Regions from separate parts of the Oryctolagus cuniculus genome. Here region 2 is linked to region 1. The links are chromatin contacts, called in public Hi-C maps. All regions are on one chromosome and are shown on one strand. The core of a region is the stretch at or near the end of the contact, and the rest is flanking DNA. Distances in the headings are between cores, read along the strand shown. Region 1 overlaps JMJD1C (jumonji domain containing 1C). Region 2 holds the start of REEP3 (receptor accessory protein 3).

What was found. Hi-C and Micro-C count contacts between places; a contact is called where the count stands out from the background.
Region 2: a contact with region 1 is called in a Hi-C map of an unstated tissue, with 2.7 times the contacts expected there. The contact joins the promoter of REEP3 here to the enhancer-like site in region 1. A contact is called at or near these places in 2 of 6 Hi-C or Micro-C datasets (psoas muscle and an unstated tissue).

Annotation. Positions count from the first base shown.
Region 1 is chr15:55,705,727-55,711,705 of mOryCun1.1, forward strand. The region is part of intron 2 of JMJD1C (jumonji domain containing 1C); the gene reads right to left. Among named protein-coding and RNA genes, the nearest start is that of MIR1296, 25 kb to the left of the region's middle. Within about 2 kb of position 3,280, at least 1 of the 8 cell types and tissues checked has an H3K27ac peak or open chromatin away from gene starts, as enhancers often do.
Region 2 is chr15:55,823,875-55,830,083 of mOryCun1.1, forward strand. It overlaps REEP3 (receptor accessory protein 3), which reads left to right and starts at 1,253. Exons shown (of 8, transcript XM_008270080.4): 1 at 1,253-1,425. The coding sequence starts at 1,394. JMJD1C (jumonji domain containing 1C) reads right to left here. Exons shown (of 27, transcript XM_051823261.2): 1 at 1,586-6,209. The coding sequence starts at 1,958.

The DNA of each region.
Region 1 (5,979 bases), core at 2,030-4,529:
ATGATACACCTATGGACTTTCAAGAGGTCAGTAAACATCAGAAAATAACTGGCATACATACTATGTCAGTTTAATAGAAATTTTCATTTGAAGATTTTTTAAAAATTCTACATAAATGTACATGCTTTTTTTTTTTTCAGGAACATTCCATTTCAAAAATCAAATTCATAGAATTAATTTTCCCTATTATCAAACTCTATTGAGATTTTTCTTTATTTCTTTATTCTCATGAGTTTACCTACAATGCTTGAATTTAAGAAATAGCATAGTCTTCAAATGAAAATAGCTATTATGGCTCTTCACTAGAAGACTGAAAACTAAAAAATATTTAAAACCATCAATAATTCTTCAGCTATTCAGTATGCTAGATTACTGGCCGATTTTAAACATTTAAAAGATATTTTGAAAATATCTACCTTTTTTCAAATTTTCACTATAGAGACAAAAACATAATAGACTCCTATAAACTCATCATCCAATTTCAAGATTTTTCAACTCATGGCCTTTAAAAAAAAAGTTCTCTAATACCATTTTCTGCCAACATTCAAGTGTCTAGGTTGGGTATTACAGGTGTGTGTGTGTGTTTTTCAAATTAAGACCCAAATAAACTCTACATATTGCAAGTGGTTCTCATGACTTTTAAATCTGTTTTTATTTGTACTTTCTACCTTCTTGATTCTGTTTACAAATTTTTTAAAAATGAAATTAAGTCATCCGTCTTATCCAGCCTTCAATTATCCTTCAACTATCCATTTGTTAGCTATTCCCCTATGTCATTTTAAAACACAGTCCCTTGAATTTGTATTTCCTGTAATGGTTTATTGAATCTAGTCTTAATCAAATTCAGGACTAACAGAGGAGGCTACCACTTAAATAACACTGTGTTCCTTATTAAAGAGACATTAATGTATTGTATGTGCATATCTTTGTGTGGTAACAGCAGTTAAGGATTACTATCTAAATCAAGTATTTCACTGAGAGCTGCAAAATAGTGAGATTCTTGTTATACAATTCTTTATCATCTACTGTCTGGAATAAGTCTATTAAGTGAAAACTCCTCTCATCAAATCTTTGATTTCAATGACAGTGCTTCTTTAGGAAAGGCAAGTAACTTGTTTGATTCTGAGTTTTAGAGATAATGAATTGGTATGCTAACTTCCCAGAATGGTCACAATGAGTGCCTTTTTGGAATCATTATAAACTCTCCGAATTTAAACATGGTATGTTTCAAATCATTGCCATTATTATCCTAATTACTGGCAATTTTTCCAGTATTTGGCTAGTGAGAAAGTTCTTCAGACAAGATTTGAGTAATCATTTAATATCTTCCTTGCTTCAGGAATAATAAAACATCCCTCGATTACCTTATCCATTTCCTGCTTACATACATCTAAGGAACTGTGGTACTTTTTGGTGGGAAACAGCATTCGGAGACAACAATCTGAATGCTTGGAGTGATATTACTCTTGAGCTGGTAACTTTTTCTAGACATTTTTATAGTTGGTCATTAGAGTTAGCCTGACTTTATATACCAATACTTTTTTTTTTTTTTTTAATTTTATTTTGACAGGCAGAGTGGACAGTGAGAGAGAGAGACAGAAAGGTCTTCCTTTGCCGTTGGTTCACCCTCCAATGGCCGCCGCGGCCGGCGCACCGCGCTGATCCGATGGCAGGAGCCAGGAGCCAGGTGCTTTTCCTGGTCTCCCATGGGGTGCAGGGCCCAAGCACCTGGGCCATCCTCCACTGCACTCCCTGGCCACAGCAGAGGGCTGGCCTGGAAGAGGGGCAACCGGGACAGAATCCGGCGCCCCGACCGGGACTAGAACCCGGTGTGCCGGCGCCGCTAGGCGGAGGATTAGCCTAGTGAGCCGCGGCGCCGGCCATATATACCAATACTTAAATAAAATTCTATGCAACTTTCAATTTCATTGATATTTTATTTCTGTATCATTTCTCTCATACTGAAAATTGTTATACAATGATACCAACAAAATTAAATTCATTTGCTTTGTCACACCAAGATTATGATTACTGAAAACCATTTAAGGTTTTTGTTCCATTCTTTGTCCTCAGGGAATAATCCCCTAAAGCGTACACAATTAAATTCCTATACTTCTAAAAAAATTATTTATTTATTTGACAGGGAGAGTCACAGAAAAGAGGAGAAGGGAAGGGGGGATAGAGAGAAGGATGGTGGTGGTGGGAGGAATCTTCCATCTGCTGGCTTACCCCCCAAATGCCCACAACAGTCAGGGCTTGTGCTAGGCCAAAGTCAGAAGCCAGGAGCTTCTTCTGGGTCTCCCAAGTGGGTGCAGGCACCCAAGCTCTTAGGCCACCCCCAGCTGCCCTCCCAGGGGCAGCAGCAGGGAGCTGGATCAGAAGTGGAGCAGCAGGGTGTGGGGGGATGAGGGGTAGGGGCACAGTAGCACTACGGAGTAGCAAGTAAAGCTGCTGTCTGCAGTGCTGGCATCCCATACAGGCTCCAGTTCAAGTCCCAGCTGCTGTACTTCTGATTCAGCTCTCTGCTATGGCCTGGGAAAGCAGGAGAAGATGGCCCAAGTCCTTGGGCCCCTGAACCTGCATGGGAGACAAGGAAGAAGTTCCTGGCACCTGACTTCAGATTGGCCCAGCTCCAGCTGTTGTGGCCATCTGGAGAGTGAACCAGGAGATGGAAGACCTCTTTCTTACTCTCTCTCTGCTTCTACCTCTCTGCAACGCTGCTTTTCAAATAAATAAATCTTTAAAAAATAAAATAAGGAAATTGAGCAGTTGGGACATGAACCTACACCTATATGGGATGCCAGCACCACACTGGGCAGCAGCCCAATCCCATACATCATAATGCTAGCCCAAATTTCTGTTTTAAAGTTACTTAAAATAGTCCTATGATTATGCTACTTAGGCTTCTTTGTTTCAATTTACTTTAAATGTTAAGATAGGAGAAGAGAGGTTAATGAAAATAATCCATTTTAGATTTCAGAATTACATAAAACATTTACGTAATTTCAAAGCCACAACTAGAAAACAAGATTAAGTTCAGAGAAGTTTAGCTATCACTTTTCTCCTTCTACCCTATCAAGGGTTAGTTTGTTAATTCCAAGTTTTTGAAAAGCAGAAGTAAAATGAACACATACCTACACATTCACATGTTAAAACTAGCATACTTTATCCACTGGTATTATTTTTACTCAATAGTTTGTGATGTTCATGAGTCACATAATGTTTTTATCAACAGACTGCATATACTAGTCATGACAATGGTCCCGAGAATGTATGACCTGGTGACATCATAGCAGTTTTGGCTTAAGTATACTGTTTAATGATGAAATCACCTACTGAGTCAGATCCTATCCACACTGACAAGTTACGCATGATTATTATCAAGGCACATAAGACACTTTGTTTTTGTTTTTCACCTATGTGACTGCCCATTTGACACACAAACCATTTTGTATTCGACCTACACTGAGAAGTGGTGCTGCAAAGAACACAGCCTCACAAATATGTCATTTTTTATTTCTATTTTTGGGATATATTTCTTGCAGTAAGATTCCCTAGATCAAAAGATACAGTTGTATTTAATATTAACAACTCCCAAATGCAGAATATTACACCATTTTGCATTTCAGTAAAAAAAATCCTGCAAGGGCTCCTCCAAAGGCTCATTAGACCAGTGGGTTGTCCCTTGGAGCAAAAAAGGGGAGCCAAGCAGGTTACTACTTGATAGGTGAAAACTGTTACTTCAAACTAGTTTGGTTCACTTCTTCCCTTTTATTTTATATTTAACTGACAACTACTCTTGTCTTCATTTCCTGCCTTTGTCTCAATTTGTTTAATTTGTTCTTTTTCTTTCCTAAGATAGAACCCTCAGTTTTTTATTTAAATTTTTATTTTTATTTTTTTTCAGATCAGATTTTCTATTTATTTGAGAGGTAGAGTTACACCTACCGCTCCAAGATACAAGCATCTTGTAGGCTGCTCCAAAAAACTTGTTTAATACCTTCTGATTGATGGAGTCAGTATTCCTAATTTTTTTTTTTTTAAGATTTTATTTATTTGAGAGGGAGAGTTACGGACAGTGAGAGAGAGAGTCAGAGAGAAAGGTCTTCCTTCCGTTGGTTCACTCCCCAAATGGCCACAATGGCTGAAGCTGCACTGATCCAAAGCCAGGAGCCAGGTGCTTCCTCCTGATCTCCCATGCAGGTGCAGGGGCCCAAGGACCTGGGCCATCTTCCACTGCTTTCCCAGGCCATACGAGAGAGCTGGATTAGCAGAGCAGCCAGGACTAGAACTGGCACCCATATGGGATGCCGGCACTGCAAGAGGAGGATTAACCTACTGCGCCACAGTGCCGGCCCCCTTATTTAATTTTTTTAAAGAAGTTATTCATTTGAAAGGCAGAATTACATACACACACACAGAGAGAGAAGGAAAACAGAGATCTTCTATCTGCTGGTTTACTGCCCAAATGAGTGTCAACAGTAAGGGCCAGGCCAGGTCAGGCCAGGCAGAAGCTAGGAGCTTCTTTCAGGTCTCCCACATGGGTACAGGGGTCCAAGGACTCAAGCCATCTTCTACTGCTTTCCCAGGCACATTAGCAGGGAGCAGGAACAGAAACAGAACAGCCAGGACTCAAACCATATAGGATGTCAGCACTGCAGATGGCAGCTTAATGGGCTGCACCATAGCACTGGCTCCTTTTTATTAAAATAAAAATCCCAAAGTATTAGTCTTCTTGTAATAACCTAAGGGCAATCAAAGCAATATGGGCCAGCGCCGTGGCTCACTAGGCTAATCCTCCGCCTTGTGGCGCCAGCACACCGGGTTCTAGTCCCGGTCGGGGCACCGCATTCTGTCCCGGTTGCCCCTCTTCCAGGCCAGCTCTCTGCTGTGGCCCGGGAAGGCAGTGGAGGATGGCCCAGGTGTTTGGGCCCTGCACCCCATGGGAAACCAGGAAAAGCACCTGGCTCCTGCCTTCGGATCAGCGTGATGCGCCGGCCGCAGCGCCCCAGCCGCGGCGGCCATTGGAGGGTGAACCAACGGCAAAGGAAGACCTTTCTCTCTGTCTCTCTCTCTTACTGTCCAAAAAAAAAAAAAAGGCAATATGAATAAAAGTGTTTCAGCACCATACTCCCAATAAAAGGACACATTAAAAAAAGTCTATTGCCTTCCCATAATTTCTCACTTCACTTATCATTTCTAGTTGGAGACATTTTGACTTTTAGAATGTCTTCTACATCATAAAGACTTAAAGCAAGTATTAGCAAATTTAAAAAAAATGAAAATCAAATCATGTATCTTTTCTGACCACAATGGAATAAAGCTGGAAATTAACAACTTAAGAATCTCTAGGCCAGCGTCGTGGCTCAATAGGCTAATCCTCCGCCTTGCGGCGCCAGCACACCAGGTTCTAGTCCCAATCGGGTCGCCAGATTCTGTCCCGGTTGCCCCTCTTCCAGGCCAGCTCTCTTCTGTGGCCCGGGAAGGCAGTGGAGGATGGCCCAAGTACTTGGGCCCTGCACCCCATGGGAGACCAGGATAAGTACCTGGCTCCTGCCTTCGGATCAGCGCGGTGCACTGGCCACAGCGTGCCAGCCGTGGCGGCCATTGGAGGGTGAACCAACGGCAAAGGAAGACCTTTTTCTCTGTCTCTCTCTCTCACTCTCCACTCTGCCTGTCAAAAAAAAAAAAAAAAAAAAAAAAAAAAAAAAAAAAAAGCTGAAGATTCTCTAGAAAACATGAAAACATATGGAGACGAAAGAACATGCTCCTGAATGAACAGTGGGTCATAAAAGACATGAACAGGGAAACCAAAACATTCCTAGAAACCAATGAAGATGACAATGCAATGTATCAAAGCTTATGGGATCAGTAGAAGCATTAAAAGGGGAGTTTACAGCAATTAGTGCCTACATCAAGAAAATGGAAAGCCATCAAATAAATACACAATCAATGCATCTCAAGGACCTAGAAAAACAA
Region 2 (6,209 bases), core at 3-2,502, 120 kb after region 1:
TACTAAATTTATTGACTCTGGGAACTGAAAAGAACTCAGAATAACCTAGGAGTCTGTGTCCCTTGATTTTCTTCCAAGCAAATCAGAGCACTTCCTGAACATGTTATTTAGCAATGCCTCCCCACACCCCGAAAGGCAAGCAGCAGCCAACAGTATTATTAGTCTCTTTTTACTATGGAGAAACTGAGGAACAAAAAGAATAAATTACAGTATGGTCACAAAGTAAACCATCATATTTTCTAGGACTTTAATTAAAGATAAAATTAAAGGCTCCAAGCCTACATTTTACCCTTTATTCTTCACACCATCTGAATACCAGAATTACCTTTAATTACCTTTTAATCAGAAAAAAAAAAAAAAAGAGCTAAACTTCGGGATCAGGTTTCTTAATTTGGTCCTGTAGCCAAAATTAAAATTCTGCTCCTAAGACGACATTTACAGGAACTACAAGGTGTAAAGCGGCAACGCAACCTCCCCAAAAATACAGTTGTAAGCATCAGTAAAAGTCAGGAATACCTGGCCCAGCTTTTTTACCTTGAATTATCTGGCTCAAGGAATACTGGAGATTTGCGTCAGAAAAACAAGCTGTGCAGATGCTCTGATGGAAAGGTGGCCCCAGACGCCCCGACACGCTAACTGCAAACACGAAATCCAACACTCTCTTCCTCCATCCATCCCTGCATTGCACCATGCACGGGGAGGCTCGAGGTATACCCGAGGCCTGTGCAAGTAGGCCCTGCAAACGTTTCCCTGAAAAATGCCGTACTGTGAAGATGCCCTCGGTACTGGGCCTTCGTAAACAGCGCAGGGACCGGATGTGGGCGAGCACGCCTCAAACTCTCGGCTCTCCAGAATCCAGGGCCTGGTCTGGAGGTTTCTATCCCACACAGAGTTTCTGCAGTTTTATCTTTCACACGCGCAATGACGACCCCGACCCCCGAGTCCCCTTCCCCAGCCTCCAACACCCCCACACACTCTCTCTTCACGCCAGGTGGGCGTCTCGAAGGAGGCCGGCAAGGGAGGCCGGAGCGCAGGGGTGTGGGTCGCGGCCGCGTGGCGCCGACCGGGGTCCCCGCCGGTCCAGCCCCCGGAGCCCGGCCGCCTGCCCCCGGCCGGGACCAACGCGCCGCCGCCGCCACCGCCTATCAGCGGAGCGCAGGGGCGGGGCCGGTCGGCTCCGCCGCGGCTCGGACGGCGGGCGGGGACGGGCGGGGGACCCACCGCCGCGCAGCTCGGGCCGCCGCGCGCAGACACCGGGCCCGGCTCCCGAGGGCGCCAGCGCGGCCCCGGGGAGCGCGAGGAGCCGGCGAGCGCGCGGCCTGCCGTTGGCGGCCTGGTCAGCCGCGCTCAGTGCCCACCCGCCCCGGAGGTGGGGCCCAAGCCCCCCAGGAAGATGGTGTCCTGGATGATCTCCAGAGCCGTGGTGTAAGTGCCGCTCACGACGCCCCGCTGCCCGCGCTGAGGCCCGGAGGAGCTGTGGAGCGGGGCAGGGGCCCGGAGAAAAGGAAGGCCCGGGCCTGGGCGGGGGTGGGGTGGCCCGGCCTTGGGCCCACACCCGGGAGCTGGGGGCCCTCGGCTTCCTCACCCTGGTCCACGTCGCTGCGGGGCTCCGTGCGGCGGACGAGGGTCCAGTGGTGGCGGCTGCGGCTGCGGCACGGCGCGGTGCGGCGCGGCCCTGCTCGGCTGCGTGCGACTCGGCGCCCCTGCTCCGGCGGCGCTGGGTGGGCAGGCGCACAGGGCAGGCGGCGCGCGCCCCCTGCTCCCGTTCCCCGCGCTGCGCGGCACCGCCCTGTGGGCCCGGGAGTGGCGCGCCTCGTGGCGGCGACCTGCGCAAACTCCGCTGACGCCGAGCGCGGGAGGCTCGGCGATCCTCCCGGGGATGCGGCGGCGGCGGCGCCGAAGCCTTTGTATCCCGCGGCTGATGCGTTGCGGTGTCTCTCGCGGCGGCTGATTGCCATTGGGTCACGTGTGGTAGGAGGAGAGATTTGTCTGAAAACCTGAGACCGCTCCCAGCTCGGGATCCTTTGGAAGGGTCCCAGTTGTTGCCAGGTTTACAGCTTACCGAGAAAGGCGGCTGCTATTAAAAAGGTGACGCCCGCCTGCTCGCCCACATCCCCAAATTGCCCCCGTCTTGGCGGAAATATTTGCTCAGGGATTGAGAGACGGCAGGTGCCTGTTGCCTTTGTTCAGATTATCGCTTCATTTCATTGTGCTTTCACCAGCAAATTCTTCGTGTCCGTTGGATTGTGGCGTTTACTCAGTAAAGGTATATGAATATAACTTAAACTGATTCCCTCCTTCCCATGTAACCCCTCCCCCCAAAAAAGAAAAAAAAAATAAAAGTCCCCGAGTAAACAACGATGACGTAGTCACAGCCAGGGCCCCTGAATCCATTCATTATTCACGATCAGCACCTTTATGAAATGTTTATGTGAGGCCGTGGGCTTCTCAGATTCGCTTTAGAATTTAGGGAAAATACAGCATTTCCAGATTGCTTATTTCGTTTTTAACGAGGAAAAAGGAGGTAAATTCTCTGAGGTTGGGTTTTTGTTGGGAATCCCTTTAGTAGCCCAACTGATGAGCACTGTAGCATTCAAAATTCATCACTCCATTGAACGACCAACTAGTTTTGAAGACTCAAAGCTTCCTGCGTTTATCTGTGTAAAACTAAAAATAAAGAAATAAAAGCGTGCCACAGATGCTTTCAGATTGTTTTTTGTAGCCTTTTCCAGGCCTCTGATCTTTGCGTAATCCAGGCACACCTTTCTCGACCTAGTAGCTGTCTATCAACTGTTGCATCTGCCCTCTTAAGAAACTGTGCTTTTTTTTTATTTCTTTTTCTTTTTTTTTTAACTCTCAGTTTCTTTGGCCAGTTCTTCAAATGATAGAAAATTGTGAAGCATTTTGATTTCCTTGGCATTACTCAAATGTCATTTGTGTTTTGATCATTGACTGTAAATAAGGCATCTTCTAGATGCTACCTATAACATACAGGTCTGTAACAACTTGTTGACTTAATGAAACGGACAATTTAAGATCCACAGGTGTCTGCAGTCAGGGTCAGAGTGTCAAAGCTTTTAAGAGGTACACCCAGATGACGCTCAGTGTTAGGCAAGAAAGTTATATGTGGTTGAAGGATCATCGGAAGAGGCAAGGGCGATTACATTTGCAATGGCCTTGAAGAATGGACAGAATCTAGACAGGCAAGGAGGGTTCCTGATGGAGCAATTGGTGTGAGCCCAAGCCTGAATTAGTCACAGTGGCTTAAGCCCCTGGAGAGAGAGAAATCTAGAAAGATAGTCTGGGGCTTGTTTTCAAGAAAGAAGGGATGGATCCTATATGTTAGCAGTAGCTTCACTGTGGAAAATTCTCTGCCCTTGTTTTGTCCAATGGAGAGACTCAGAAGAAAGGGAGACCACTTAGGAGGCTCCCTAACTGGAGAGAGAGGGCTGAAGCCTTTAGTAATACAGCCTACAGAACTTAAGGTTTGAAGCAAAGGAAAGGGAACAAATCTAAGGAAGAAAAGGTCATGGAAAGAAATGTGTTTATCAAGTGTTGGGAAACATTTCCTGAGCCATTGATCCCTCAGCACGTTAGATAGCACACTTGTCAGGGAATACAAGCATCATTAGATCTTTCTCCTTTGCTCTTCAGTTTCCGTCTCTAAACAAGAACGAACAATCCTAGGATCTACCCAAACTTGGAAACCTTTTTCACACCAGCAGGTAGAATTTATTTACATTCTTTCTAACCCACTGAAGCAACCAGCTCAAACTGAGCAAGATCAGACAGTTCTTTCAACATGAACCTCTCTGGTGGCAAGAGCAGGAACACAAGGGATCTGTCACCAGAGCTGCGTGGGTGCAAGACCACGTTCTGCCCAATCCTTGCAGCACAACCTGGGCGCAGGAGCACTGGCTGTGAAATTGGGTCTGGATGCTAGTTAATAATGTGGCCTTGGGCAGCATACTAAACCCAATTGAGGTTCAGTCTCCTCATCTTAAAATAGCTGTCATATTTGCCTGCTGAAACTGTTGAGAAGATTAAATTAGTTTAGCCAAAAATGTGCTGAGTATGATGGCTGGCCTTTAGTTTGCACTTAAAACATAAGATAGATTTTTCGTGGATGGAAGAGGGGAGGTGAGGAGTAAAGTGGTATAGGAAAAAGAGTATGACTGGACTGTCATCAGGAAATCTGTAACTGAAAAATAGCTTTGGTTTTATTAACCAGCTGAATGACCTTGAGTCAGTCTCTTACTCATTATAGACCTAGTTTCTTAGTAGATGTGAAGGCATCTGATAATCCCTAAACTCTTTTGTCCAGCTCTAACATATGATGGTAGAAAGGTGGTTTTTTAATTGTTTACAGTCTATTTAAAATCAGTTTATTCAAACTTCCTAAACAAGATTGACAGGTTAGATAGCGATTTGTAAGAGACAACAATCTGATTACAAAATGACACTACATATATGATACCCCTATTTTACCTTTTGATACAGGACTCACAACCTGAGGGAAAGATCCTTTTTTCCCTAACTTTTCTTAATTTATTTATTAGGATTATTCAAAAAGTTTGTGGGCAAATGGGATCAATAGAAGTTTAGGGCAGGTTGGGACTCCCACATTCAAGTTCTAACTCTACTGCCCATTCCAGCTTCCTGCTAATACACACCCCAGGAGGCAGCAAGTGATGGCTCAAGTCCTGGGTTCCTGCCACCCAGTTGGGAGACCTGAGTTCAGTTCCCAGCTCACAGCTTTGGGGCCTGGCCTAGCCCCAACCATTGTGGGCATCTGGGAAATGAACTAGCAGGTGGAAGCTCATTTTATTAATTTATTTCACAGGCAGAGTGACAGAGAGGGTGAGATAGAGAAAGAGATCTTCCATATGCTGGTTCATTCCCCCAGATGGCTACAACAGCTAGGGCTGACCCAGGCTGAAGCCAGGAGCCTGAAACTCTGTCCGGGTCTTCCACATGAGTGGCAGGAGCTCAAGTACTTGAGCATCTTCTGCTGCTTTCTTAGGTGCATTAGCAGGGATGTGGATCAGAAGGACTCTCCAGTATGGGATGCCTGTGTCAGGAGTGGCTGCTTGATCCACTACACCACAATGGTGGCCCCTCAGCATCGTGACTAAGATCAGTACTAAAACCAGATTGCCTAAATTCAACTATCAGCTCTGCTGTTTACTGGCCATGACCCGCTCCACAGGGATTAAGTATGGCCATACACATAATGTCCATAGTCCAGCATCTGCCAAGTCATTAGTGTTCCATAAATGGTAGCAGTTGTTAGAACAAGGAAGAACATAGCTCCCATAAAACCCCAGCATACTGAACCTTTAAGCTATTTTCCCTGTTCCTTTTTTCCTTTGAGTCTTTTTGTGTATAGGTACAGTTGTGATTGGAGTATCCTAAACGTTGTGTTCTATTTATTGTTATATTGTAAACATCTTGTAGGCTGCTCCAAAAACTTATTGAATACCTTCTGATTGATGGAGTTAGTATTCATAATTTTCTCTTTTTTTTTAAGATTTTATTTATTTATTTGAGAGGTAGAGTTATAGACAGAGGTAGAGACAGAGAAAGGTCTTCCTTCCGTTGGTTCACTCCCCAGATGGCCGCAACGACTGGAGCTGTGCCAGTCCGAAGCCAGGAGCCAGGTGCTTCTTCCTGGTCTCCCACATGGGTGCAGGAGCCCAAGCACTTGGGCCATCTTCTGCTTTCCCAGGCCATAGCAGAGAGCTGGACTGGAAGTAGAGCAGCCAGGACTAGAACCAGCACCCATATGGGATGCTGGCACCACAGGTGGAGGATTAACCTAATGCACCACAGTGCCAGCCCCAGTATTCATAATTTTCAAAGCCATTCATTCCTTTTTTTATTTTGCATTTAGACAGTTTCTAGTGTTTCATCTTGATAAGTAATGCTACAATGTAATTGCAATGCTACAGTGGACATCATTTACACATACTCATTGATTTTATTATTTCATTAGGATAAATAGACAACAGGAGTATTTCTGAGTCAAGTGCTGTGAATATTTTGATGACTGTCGATATGAATTGCCAGATTGCTTTCCAAAAGGATATTACTATTTTACATTGCCACCAGCATTGTCTAAATACTCTCTTTACTTGGGCCTTTTAATTTTTCCTTTTTATAAATATAAACAAAATATAATAGATATCTTTGTTCTCACTTGTGCTTTA